Linked DNA regions of Sus scrofa: region 1 is linked to region 2. The links are chromatin contacts, called in public promoter capture Hi-C maps. All regions are on one chromosome and are shown on one strand. The core of a region is the stretch at or near the end of the contact, and the rest is flanking DNA. Distances in the headings are between cores, read along the strand shown. Region 1 holds the start of C3H16orf72 (UPF0472 protein C16orf72 homolog). Region 2 holds the start of EMP2 (epithelial membrane protein 2).

What was found. Promoter capture Hi-C pulls out the DNA fragments that hold promoters and counts their contacts.
Region 1: a promoter capture Hi-C map of liver shows a contact between it and region 2, with 5 times the contacts expected there. The contact joins the promoter of C3H16orf72 here to the promoter of EMP2 in region 2. A contact is called at or near these places in 1 of 5 promoter capture datasets (liver) and 1 of 47 Hi-C or Micro-C datasets (skeletal muscle).

The regions. Positions count from the first base shown.
Region 1 is chr3:33,652,464-33,658,979 of Sscrofa11.1, reverse strand. It overlaps C3H16orf72 (UPF0472 protein C16orf72 homolog), which reads left to right and starts at 3,642. Exons shown (of 4, transcript XM_003354616.4): 1 at 3,642-4,334; 2 at 5,002-5,082. The coding sequence starts at 4,109.
Region 2 is chr3:32,446,268-32,452,779 of Sscrofa11.1, reverse strand. It overlaps EMP2 (epithelial membrane protein 2), which reads right to left and starts at 2,278. Exons shown (of 5, transcript XM_021086642.1): 1 at 2,140-2,278.

The sequences.
Region 1 (6,516 bases), core at 2,393-4,892, 1.2 Mb before region 2:
GGCCTGGTGGTTAAAGATTCGGTGTTGTTGCCGCTGTGGCATGGGTGGATCCCTGGCCCTGGGGACTTCCAAGTGTTGTGTATGCTGCTTTAAAAAAAAAAAAAAAAAAAAAAAGAGAGGAGTTCCCGTTGTGACTCAGCCGGTTAAGAACCTGACCAGTATCCATGAAGAGGTGGGTTCAATCCCTGGCCCAGCTCAGTGGGTTAATGATATGGCGTTGCTGCAAGTTGTAGCACAGGTTGCAGATGCAGCTTGGATCCGGCATTGCTGTGGCTGGCAACTGCAGCTCCAGTTCAACACCCACCCCGGCAACTTCCATATACTGCAGGTGTGGGCCTAAAAAAAAAAAAGAAATAAAAATAAATAAACCAAAAAAATGGAGTTCTCCTGTGGTACAGTGGGTTAAGGATCTGATGTTGTCACTGTAGAAATAGCAGTCCACCTCCCGCAAAGGAAGGGATGGAAAAAGAAAATGTTTCCTTCCCCAGGAAGCCCTTCCCGATACTTGCCACTGGGAAGCAGTTTTTGGCACATGCTGCTTTTCACAGTGGCTGCACGTGAGCCTCACTGCACAGCTTTTGCAGGTTGACTGCGAGCACCCACCAGGTGCGGATGTGTAACAGTATTGCTTAGTTTTTTTAAAAAGGCAGTTTAGAATGAGAAAAAAAAAATCATCTGTTAGTAGCCAGGTCTCCAGAGTCATTTGTGTGTGTGTGTGTGAGAAAGAGTGACAGAGAGCGAGCGACAGAGCTTCATTTAAGACCTTGGTAGGTCCCAGAAAAATCTCACTCACCACACAAAACGTAACAATACATTCAGATAATTATTATTCAAAAACTCTTCAGGAAAAAAAACTGAAGAGTTTTTCCTATTGAAAATTTTTTTCCATATTATAGAATCATTAATTTTGTTCTTTTGGCTGCTCCGCAGCCCATGGAGTTTCCCAGGCCAGGGATCAAATCCAAGCTGCACTTGCAACCTACGCTGAAGCTGCAGCAATGCTGGATCCTTCACCTACTCTGCCAGCCTGGATCAAACTTGCCTTCTAGCGTTCCAGTGATGCTGCTGATCCTGTTGTGCCACAGCAGGAATCCCAGGTTTTTTTGGCTGTCCCTGTGGCATGTGGAAGTTCCCAGGCCAGGGACCGAATCTGTGCCACAGCAATGACCAGAGCTGCTGCAGTGACAATGCTGGTTCCTTAATCCACTGTGCTACCAGAGAACTCCCTCAATATATTGTTTTTGTAGTAGCTGTACAAAACAAACCCAGGCTGTGTGCCTCTAACCAAATGGACAAGGTGCCCTGCCTGCCGCTACCTCCCATTCTAGCGGATGAACTAAGGAACTGAGGTTGGTCTAAAGCCCCCACTTTTGCTTGGCATGTCCTTTCTGCCATAGCCTTTATCCCCTTTTCTTTCTAAGCACTACTGATTTTTATTATTATTTTTAAATTGAATTATAGTTGATTTACAATGCTAATATCTGCTCTACAGTAAAGTGATTGTTATATATATTTTTAGTATTCCATTCCATTATGGTTTATTATAAAAACACTGCTGATATATATATATATATATATATATATATTTTTTTTTTTTTTTTTTTTTTTTGGTTGTGCCCAGGGCAAATGTAAGTTCCCTGGTCAGGGTTGGAACCCATACCACAGCAGTGACAACAGCGGGTCCTTAATCCAATAGGACAGCAGGTAATTCTCCTAGTAATTTTTTTTTTCTTTTCAGGGCTGCACCAGGGGCAAATGGAAGTTCCAACAGCTAGGGGTCCAACTGGAGCTGCAGCGGCTGGTCTGCAGAAACACTGGATCCCAGCTGCATCTACAACCTATGCAGCAGCTTGCTGCTACGTTGCATCCTTAACCTAGTGGCGGAGGACAGGGAAAGAAGCCGAATCCTTAGGGACACTAAGTTGGGTTCTTTTTTTTTTTTTTTTTTTAAGTTGGGTTCTTGACCTGCTGAGCCACAAAGGGAACTCCTCCTCTGCTAATCTCTTAAGATTCAACAGAGAACAAGACTGCCAAGATCCTTGCCTTGTAAGAACTTACTTTGTGGTGAGAGGAGGCACACAAGTAAATCATTTCAGAGAGCAATGCGGGCTATGAAAAACTAAAACCAGGCCACAGGAGAGTGTAGAGGGAGGTACTTTAACGCAGCTGGTCTGACAAGCGTTCTCTGCTTCCAGGCCATTTGAGCCAAACCTTGAGGAATGACGACGAGGCAGGAGAGAGGAAACTGCGAGGGCAAAGGCCTTGAAGCAGAGAAGAGCTTGGAGGTCTGACGAAGCAGAAAGAAGGGCAGTGTGGCTGGGCAGCCCTAGCCAAGCAGAGAGTGGAGTTCAGATGAACGCAGAGGAGGCGGCGGGGCCAGATCCTGCCGGGACTTGTAGCCCACAGTGAGGTCAGATTTTCTTCCAAAAGTGATGGCTTTACAGCCAAACCGCTTTGTAGAAGGGCGCTTTCGCAGCCCCTGGGACTTATCCAAGCCCCCGTGGCTCGTACCCCCGCCGTCAGCGTATGAGTCTAAGGGCCAGTTTTGCATCTGTGCGGTCATCGCCCCTTTACGTGGCTTCTTCCTCTCCAGACCTTGAGCCCCTGGGACGTCCCCAGCCTGGTGACCACAGCGCGCAGCTCGGCGCCTGGTCCACAGGAGGCGCGCAGCCCGGGTGATGCGGAGATCGCACACGGCAGGTGATTGAGAAATCGGCGCAGAACTAACCCCCTGGAAACCCGGCCTCCCACTTGGCGCGGCCACGAGGATTCCCGGCCGGAGGAGGCGGGGGCTGGCGCGTGACGCAGGCTGCAGCACATGGCCCAGGAGTGTGCTTTTTGGGACAGGTGCGGGGGCCGCCAACTTCACGAAGGCACAGACGCAGCCTGGCCGAGGCACAGCTCTCCTGCCGAGGTTTATTTTCGGCTTTGTGAGTCGGCTGCGCGGCCGCAGAGGTCTAGTCAAGGGACGGGTCAGGGTGGGGGGCGGGCGCAAGAGCCCCCTGGACGCAACGAGAAGCGAGCCGCGTGAGTGGTGGCGGCCCGCCGGCCTAGCCACTTAGAAGTTTTTTTGTGGACTCCAAGGCTCAACTTGCTAATCTAGGAAATTGGTCTCTGAAATAAACGAAGACTCGCTTCGCAAGTTCATTCACCTTCTTCACTTCCCTCTTCTCTTTGGAAGCCCAAGAGTCTGGCGTAGGAGGCTGTCACCCACTACATCCCTCAGTCCCAGGGGCCCAGTAGCTGGACTAGACTTTGCGTCCCCCGGGGCCTCGGAAGCGCCGGAAAAGCCCCCTCGGGGTGCGGCCGCGGGGCCAGGTCACGTGACCCCCGCACGCCGCCTGGCAGCTGCGGCTGCAACTAGCGCGCATGCGCATTTCTCTATCCTCCCCACCTCGGTTGGCTCCGACGCAACCACTGTCAGCTCCTCCCCTCTGTCCCAGTCTTCATCCTTCCTGACTTTCACTCCCTTTCCCCCGCCCACTGGTTACGTCAGGCGGACAGGCCTACGAGCCAATCACGGCTCTATATTCAGGGGACGGCACGCGGAACCGGTCGGATCGGACCAATGGGGGCTCTCGGAGTGGGCGCGCCCCAACTGGGCAGGGGAGCCGGGGCCGAGTGGGCGGTGCTTCCCCAGTCAGCATGTGGGCGGGGGAGGGCGGTGACCAGCAGCCGCAGAGGCGTCGACGGCGGCGGCGACGACGAAGACGTTCCTCAGTCTTCGGGGTGGGCTCGGTGGCGCAGGCCGGGCTTCGCGGAGGTCTCGGTGGTCTGCGGCGGCGGCCCTAGAGAGGCCGCGGCGCTATGGCGTGGTGGTAGACCGGCTCAGGCCGGCGAGGCGAGGGGCGGCGGCGATCATCCGGTCCGCGGCGACCTTCGGCGGGGCCCGGGGGTAGGGAGACTCGGGGCGGGGGTCGTCCCGGACAGCGCGGGGCCGCGGGGCGGGGCTCGCAGGCCGTCGGGGTGCAGGAGGTCTGGGTCGCCGCGAGGAGCCGCCGCCGGCCGCTGGGCCCCGCCACCGGGCCGCTCGACGACGACGCTCCCGCGGGAGCCCCGCCTGAGGAGGACGCGGCGGCGGCGGCGAGGCCGCGGGAGGCCGCGGAGGATGGAGGAGCGGAAAGAGGAGGGCGAGGCCGAGATCCAGGAGCACGGGCCCGAGCACTGGTTTTCCAAGTGGGAGCGGCAGTGCCTGGCCGAGGCGGAGCAGGACGAGCAGCTGCCCCCCGAGCTGCAGGAGGAGGCGGCGGCCGCCGCGCAGCCCGAGCACAAGCAGCAGAAACTGTGGCACCTCTTCCAGAACTCGGCCACCGCCGTGGCCCAGCTCTACAAAGGTGAGGGCTGCTGCCGCCATCTTGCGCCGTCGCCCCCGTCGCCGCCGCCTAGGGCCCGGCTGTCGGGCGGTCGGCGGAGAGTCCGGGGTTGGCGGTGGGGTTGGGCGGTCTCCGAGGCTCCGGCCGTCGCGTCGCGGCCCTGCCGCCCCCTCCCCGCAAGATGGCGTCGCGGGAGGCGGGCCGTCGGGAGGCGCCCGGGGGGTGGCCCGGGGCGGGCGCTGGGGGCTCCTGCGTTGGGGGCCGCCCGGGGGGCCCCTCGCTTCTGGGGCCGGGCCGCCGGGCGCCCGGGGCCTGTGAGGGGAGGGGAGGGGCCCCCGGTCACAAAATGGCGAAGGGAGGCTCCGGGGCGGCCTATTGTGCCGGAGCCGGTCTCGGGGCGGGGACTTTGAGGGGGCGCCTCCCACCGCCGCGCCTGGGCCCCGGCTGCGCCCCGCGTCCCGCGTCCCCCCCTGGCCGCCCGCCGCGACCCCCTTCCTGCCGGCCCCCGACCCAGTGCGGGATCCCGAAAACCTTGAACAAAATGGCGAAACCTAATATGGCCGTTCCGGAGTGATTGACGCCCAAATAACATTGCTTTCTCTCTCTCTCCCCCCTCCCCCCTCGCCCCGTCTTTGTGCATTTCTTTCTTTCTTTTTTTTTTTTTTTTTCTCTTTTTGTCGTCTTTCAGACCGAGTGTGTCAGCAGCCAGGACTTTCTCTCTGGGTCCCCTTCCAAAACGCAGCCACCGCTGTCACCAACCTCTACAAAGGTAACGCTAACCTTGCTGCATTGCCGACTAAGGGGAAGGGCAGCCTGAGTCAGGGGATAAGTACGGCGTTCCGAGGGCATTGGCCACCTTGACCTGGCCCCGGGTCGAGGAGTGTTTTCTGCTCCTGAATCCAGCCATTAATAGCTTGCAACTAGAGAATACCGGTGGTGGTATATACCTAGATAGCCGATTCTCAGCTAGGGGGCATTTGTCCCCCCTCGGCGACATTTGGCAATGTCTGGGGGCATTTGTGGGTGTCATCATTTAGAGGAGGCTGCTGAATATCCTGTGGTGCTGAAACAGCCTCCCCACTCCCACGTCGGCCCTGGCAGTAGTGTCGAGGTTGAAAAGCTCAAAGCTGGAGACCCTGGGAAGAATTTATGTCTCACAGAGAGGTGGAAGGCACACTGGTGGAAAAGCATCTCTTGGAAAAGGTTTTGAGTTTAGGCAATTCCCAGAATAGTGGTGGCATAGCATTTAAGTGCGTCGAAAAGTAGCTAATTGGAATAATATGTGCGCATATTAGCACCCTGCTTTTTCCTAGCAAGTCATGGATGTTTGCCTTCAAAACCAATTGTACTTCGTTGGCAGGAGATCTGTGATCGGAGTTTGAGTTGATTTGTGTTTCATGGTAGTGCTTTTCTGCAGTTAATCCCCTCCCCGCCCCCATGTGAAGGTATGTGGGTAAATGTTCTTGCCCATCATGCTTCCTTAGTAACAATGGGTTTAGATTTTGTGCATTACTCTCATTTCGAAGATTTGGAAATTTGGGTTTGATTTTTGGCAAGGTTTCTCTGGAAAAAGGATTTGAATTTGAATGCTAGTGTTAGTAATCGTGTAATTAAATCCTTTTAAACTTTTAGAAAGTGCTGATAAATGCTGTAAAGCTTTGTGCATTTCAAAATTATCGAACTTTGTTTCAACTATTGAAGCACAGGCTGTGGATCGACTTGATTCTCAGATTCCTTTTCTTGCATAAGAATGAGCAAATTAAGGTAGCATTTTATGGAAGAAATATCCTTTATTTTGGATTACCTGGGTAGAACTTGCAGGTTTTGGGAATCGTAATTTGAGAACGTAAACAGAATTGAATGGAAAGTTAGGGAATGAGGAACTGATAGGCTAGGCTTAATGAGAAAAGGGAAACAGTATTAAAGGGTGCCAGTGGTCAACTTTGATTTTATGTAATTCAGTTCCTTAGATTTTGACTCTGACATCTATTACTGCTTGAGAGTTTTGAACATTCTCTGGAATGGTTTTTGGTTTCACTGAGGCAGGAAATTTTGAAATATTTGAAACTCATTTTTAAAAAAACTCAACTTTCTTGGGGTATAAATTTATATACAGCGAATCACCTTTTTAAAGATGGATAGCTTGAGTTTGACATACATTGTTAGTGAATGGAATATATTTATCCCCCACCCTCACCCGTGA
Region 2 (6,512 bases), core at 1,029-3,528:
TGTGTGTGTAGGGGGACGAAGGCCAGGACAGAACGGTTGTGCCCTATGTTTACTATTAGATGCAAGGGACCCTGTCGCTCCTCAAGAGCTGAGGGCCAGGAAGCCCGAAGAGGGCGCAGCCCCTCCCCCTGGGTGGGGCCCAGCAGTGCCAGCCCTGAGCCTCCCCTCCCGCTGGCCCTGCCCTCACCAGTCCCGAGGGCCACCTCCGTGGCTTCCAACACAAACACCAGTCCCCAGATTCAGGTGCATCTCAGTCTCCCCACTGGAGGGACGGACAGACGTGGCTCCAGGCCTGAAGCGGCGGATCCCATAACCCTCGGTGGGAAAACAGGTCTGCATTCTCCTGCCACCCCCATGTCCCTTCCTCTGCTGTGAGCCTGGCATCTGCCAAAGCCCCCATGGGCATCTGGGCCCTGATTTCCCCAGAAGGATCCCCCCTCCACTCCGCAAACACCCACTGAGGCACCTCTGGGTGGAAAAAAGGGGAGGGCTTGGGGAGATGCAAATGGAAGTTCAAATCTGGCTCTTGGAACTTCCTGGCTCAAGGGCCCTGAGACACTGACTTAGGTTCACTGGCCTGGTTTTGCCCACCTGCAGCCCGGAGTGGGGATGGAACGACTAATGCTGTGGGGGGCTGCCAGGTGCAGCGCCCAGCAGAGGCTCCAGCAGCTCTCGGTTCACTTTCTTGTCCCTTCCCAACTCCTGGGGAAACCCAGCTCCCGTCCCTTCCTTCCACTTCCTTATGCTGAGGCCAGATTCCAGGGAGTGGTGGCCAGTGACAGGGAGCGGCCTCTGGGACATCCAACCCCTTCGGCCTGAAGCATAGAGGTGGCTGGAGACTCTCGTGGTTTAATTATGGTAAAATATACAAAGCATAATTCTGATCATTTTCACCACTTGTAAGTGTAGAATTCAGTGGCATCTGAATACATCTACAATATCGTGTAACCAATGCCACTACCTACACCCCAAATTTCCATCCTCCCCAACAAAGACTCTGTACCTATTAAGCAAAACCCCCCATCTCTCTGCCCCACAATCCTCCTTTCCAGCGCTGGGAGGGGTCCTATTCCAGGTGCCTCTTATCAGGAAATCATACAGTATTTGGGCCACTGGCTTCTTAAGACCCTCTCTGGGCCCCTTACCTTATTACTTTCTGCCTGTCACTCTTTAGGCTTGTCACTGCATTTTAGACACAGCAAGGGTACAAGGTCGCTCCACCCCACATCACAGCTTTGGAGCTTGGGAGGGACACTGCCCCCTTTCCCAAATCTGAAGCTGGACTGTCATTCTTGTTCCGAAGGAAGAGATGAGCTCTGTGGCTTAGAGGGAGAGCTTTGCGCTGCGGGGGTCTCCCTCGGGCACAGGTGCCCCCAACTAATCTCCACCTAGGAAGTTCCCACACCAGCCCCAAATTAGGCCCTCCCCGGGGTGCATTCAGGACCCTGGATTTGGGGAGAATATAGAGTCCTTCTATCACGAGCACTAGCCTCCCCGTTCTCTGGACCCATGGATGGCGCTCTCAAAGCCCGCGAAGCCCAACCAGAGTGGAGAGGGGATCACCCAAGCGGTGCCACCAGCTCCCCCACCGCCCCAGACCCACAGCCGTTGCTCCTCGCCGCTAGGGGGCGCCACGGAGCCGCCGCCGCCGCCGCCGCGGGGGCCGAGACGGGACCCACGGACCCGGCCCGGGCGCAGCCTGTCCCGCGCGCTGGGCGAGGCGGAGGGCCGTGCGCCAAGACGCCAGGGGCCTTCACGCAACGAGAGGGGGGCTGGCCTGGACTCCGAGAGCCCTGGGAGTGGAGTTGGCGGGACCGAGGGGAGTCGCCCTGACTCCTCCCCAAACTTTTCCCGCCCGCCTCGGCGCAAGAGGCGAAGGAAGCAGTCCGGGGGTGGGGAGGTGGAATTCCAGGTCCCGAGCGAACTCGACGCAGGCGGGACGTCTGCGCCCTCGCAGTCTGGCCGAGGGACAGGGGCTTTTCGGCCCCATGGGCCTCGGCCCCTCCCTGCCCGCTACCAATTGCAGGCACCTCCCTGGGTCCGGTAGGTGCAGGGGCCGCTCGCGTCCCCGCTGCCCCGGCGCTCCCTGCCCCGAGCTCCCAGACCTGCGCGCGGCTCCCGGGCGCGACCCCGACTCACCGGGCGCTGGCGGCTGGACGGACCGACCGGCTGGGGCGCGAGGCGAGGCCGCCGGGCTGTTTTGAAGCTCTGGGCTGGGACTGCGCGCCCTCCCTCCTCCCTCTCGGTGGCGCCGAGCCTCCTCCCCACGTCCCCCCTCCTTCCCGATCCCGCCTCCCGGGGTGTGATGTCAGGAGCGGGGAAGCGGAGTGGGAGGAACCACGGGAGGCGGGTGGGGGCCGCTGGAGAGAAAGGCCGGAGCCCGGGGAGCGACCCCAGCCCCAGCCCGCCTTCCTTCGAGCTTCCTCCGAGCTGGAAGGCTCTCTGCGCTGCGCCCACTCTGGAAGTTTCCAGCTTCCCCTTCTCCTTCGCATCTTCTCCCCAGTTCTCTTCTCTCAGGGTAAGGGTTAAGGACCAGGGTTCTGGAATCCTTACTTTAGAACCCCTTCCCTAGCACTTTTCATTACTTAGGGATCTTCTGCTTAATCTTTCCTACCTCAGTTTCCCCTCTGGAAATGGGAGTCACGATAGGACTGATTTCCTGCAAGGGTCATAGGCGCGCAGTGCCTGGTACATAGTAAGTGCTCGATCAGCCTCAGCTGTGGTTATTTTTCCTATTTGACATAGAGTCCCTGGCCTTGGTGGGAGGTGGCCAGGCAACCAGGGATCCATTAGGACTCCACCAGAGTCTGCCCAGCCCATGCCCCCCGCCCAGGCACACCCGCACACAAAACACCAGCCGTATCTTTTGAAACCACGACCCTGGAATTTATTGTCCCTGGAAATAACATCAAAAGACAAACCACCCCAAGTCTTGCTCTCCAGCCCCCAGTGTCCCCATTTAGAAACTGAGAGGGTTCCTCTGGGCTGGAGGCTCTTGCAGGCTACAGGAAAAAGCCAGAGGGGCCTGAGCCTCAGCGGTGGGGTGTGCAGGAAGAGGAGAATTTACTGTATTGAAAAAGGGAAGAAATTCCAAACCAGGACCACAGCATATTACAGTATATTTTAAAGCTTTTAATTTAACATGTTAATGTTATTTGCACCCACCCCAAAATATAAGGCAATGGACTTGTGCCACTAACAAAAGAATCAGAAATCCTCTCAAGAAATGCTAACTTATTGTGCAGTAGCTGGTCTAGCTGAGAAGCCATGCTTAAATTTTCTGATGCCCAGTCTCTCTCTCTCTCTTTTTTTTTTTTTTTTTGTCTTTTTTTTGTCTTTTTAGGGATGCACCTGCAGCACATGGAAATTCCCAGGCTAGCCGTCCTACACCACAGCCACAGCAACGCCATATCCCAGCTGTGTCTTCGACCTACTCTGCAGCTCACAGCAACACCGGATCTTTAACCCACTGAGTGAGGCCAGGGATTGAACTGGCATCCTCATAGATACTAGTTAAGGTCGTTATTGCTGAGCTATGACGGCAATGCTCCAGACATTTTTCAATCTTGTTGCAGAGTTCTGCAAAGAGAGAGCCTCCTTGGGTCTAAATTAGAGATCTGAGGGAGATCTGGGGCCCCTTGCAAAGGGCTACCCCAAGACCCAAGTCTTGAGGTCCCTCAGCTGCTCTAGTGTCTGATCTGCCACATCTTTTTAAATTCTGATATTCTATGGCTAGTCAAGACTTTCATTTCCCAAGCAAGAGAGGGGGCAGAAAGGTGTTCATTTTGAGCTGAGGCCCCACGTAAAAGGGGAGGACAGTGGGGTCTGGCTGCCACAGAGGAGGCCATACAGGGCCCAGTCACCAGCAGGGATGGGGATGCTTGCCTGTCCCATGGCCACCTGAGAACGCCCAGAAGGCTCTGGCAGAATGGACACCTGCAGCAGGTGGGTTTCTTCCCTTTGCTGAGCCCTCACTCTGTGCCAGTTACTTTACAAGCCCTGCCATCTGTGTGACCCAGCAGCCCATGAAGAAACTGAGGCTCAGAGAAGCTACTTCAATAACTTGCCCAAAGTCCCTATTTGGGTGGGAGCTTGGATTTGAACCTGGCTCACCTCTTCCCATTACATTGCACTTTGCAAAATGTTAACCAGGGTCCAGCCATGATTTTTATCATATCCACAGGCCACCTGAACTAGTATACACTTAATATTTTTCTTTAAGTCAACTCTGTTTTTTAACTATATTTGTTTTTTAAAAGGAAGCTCTATATCATCGTGATAAACAGGAAACCAATGCCAACCACCAAAAATAGAAGACAAACTTGAAATATAAACACTGCCCAAAGAAAACAGTGTTAGTACTTTCTAACTAGATACTATTGCATGAAAGAGTCCATGAACCTGAGGTTTAGTGTCTATTGAAAAAGGAGTTCAGCAAGTGTTAGGGTCACGCTAGCATAGAAGGAGAAAGTCTCCTTCTTGTAGTCAGAACTATTGCAAGATCATTGGAAAAGGGAATTCTGTTCTCACTCCGTGCGTCCTCCTAAAATCCCCTCCCACGCACCTGCTGGTGGGGCGTGGCCCACACAGGGAAGCACCTGGCCAGACAGCAAAGATGCCTCTCTAGGACTCAGAGAAAGGAATGATCGATTGCATTTCTCACCTGCTTCCCAGGCTTCTTCAGAGCCCCACCTACCTGTGCAATCCACCTGCCACTTGCATCTCTAGTTTTCTCTCTTTAAATATGTGCCTGTCTCTCCAGGAAGATTGGAGACAGAAACCTGCCTCACACCCACTCTATCCCTGCTCCAAGTATTTCATTAATGGTTTGAAATCTCAACATGGTGTGGGCAAAAAGTAAGAGTGTGTTCGATTGAGTTCTGGGTCCCAGTTCTTCAGCCCACTATGCAGTAGGGTATATCCACACTGCAGCTCTAGCCTCCTGGCAAGGAGAGCATTCTTCCCGTCTCAGCCTCGAGCTAAGCCATGTGACTGGTTTTGACCAATGAGAGGTTTGCAGACTTGACACACGCAAAGGCTGGGAATGTGCTTGGGCGATAGGGCTTGCCCTCCTGCGCTTTTGCCATGTGCATATGCAGAATATACCCCCGGTGGCCCATTGGCTCCAGAAAAATGAAAGATATGGAAGCAGAGCTTTCCTACATGACCCACAGAACTTCCATCTGGGACGCAGAGCTGTTCCAGCCAAGCTTCAGACACGTGAATGAGAAATGATGTCCACTGTTGCACATCACTGAGGCATCAGGGCTGTCTATTTCACAGCTGTAGCTAGTTGATAAAAGGATCATCTCATATGGAGAAAGAGAACTGTACATACAGCATCTTGAAGGCATGATGGAGAAGGCTGGGAGGTGGTGATGGTTGGCTCTGGGTTGGGGAGCAAATATATTTGAGAAATCAGTCATCTCTTGTGTGTCCTTTCTAGCTTGAACGTTTTAAGGTTCTTCCAGTTTCTTATAACCTGTTCCTATTGACTCTTTTCAGTTCTCAGAAGGAATGACTTGGGGTGTCCATGCCTAGGAGGCTAATCTGATCCATCACCTCAACACAATCCAGTAGAACATGGAGTTGTAGCAGAAGAGCTGATGGAGAAGAATATGTGGGTTCTGGTCAAAAAAGATGGCGCTCTAAAAGAAACTGTGGTCTCAGTTCACAGTCATGGTGAGAATAGATCAAATATGAATGTGATTCAACCCTTGAAACCTGCTTTTGGTTGGTGGGTGTTTCACAGATGTCATGGGTTTTACTAACTTCCATTCAGTAACCATTTCCTTTGAAAACAAACTGGTAGATAAGATGGCCCACATGGTCTGCCTCCTGGTGTCCTCGCCCTTGTGTACTCCCCTCCCCTTGAGTATGGGTGGGACATAATGACTCTTAATGACTAGAATAAAATGAAACAATGATGGGATGTCACTTCCATAATTAGGTTTAAGAACCATGACTTCTGTCTTACTGAGACATTCTATTGCTTGCATGCTCTCGTGATGGAAGCTACCAGGTTAGAGAGACCCACATGGCAGAGAACTGAGGGAAGTTCTGGTAAAGAGCCAGCCAGGCACAGAGGCCTCCGTCCAACAGCTCCCAAGGACCATAATTCTGCCAATAACTATGTGATCTTGGAAGAAGATCCTTCCCCAATTGAGCCTTCAGATGAGACCTCAGCTGTGGTCAATACCTCAATGGCCCTGAGGCAGAGGATCCAGCTAAGATGCCCAGCTTCCTGACCCACAGAAACTCTGAGTTAAATCTGTGTTGATTTAACCTGCTAAATTTTAAGGTGGAGGTGGGGTGGCTGGGTTCTATTGCAGACTTTGTATCTATCAGTCAAGATAGAGTAGGTTATGGCATGATAACAAATGATCCTATAATCTCTGTGGCTTACAACACAAGTATTAATGTATCTTGCTCATATTATATGTCCACTAGGGATTGATTTTTACCATGCGTCCATATCTTTACTTCAGGACACAGGCTGGTGGAGCAGCCTC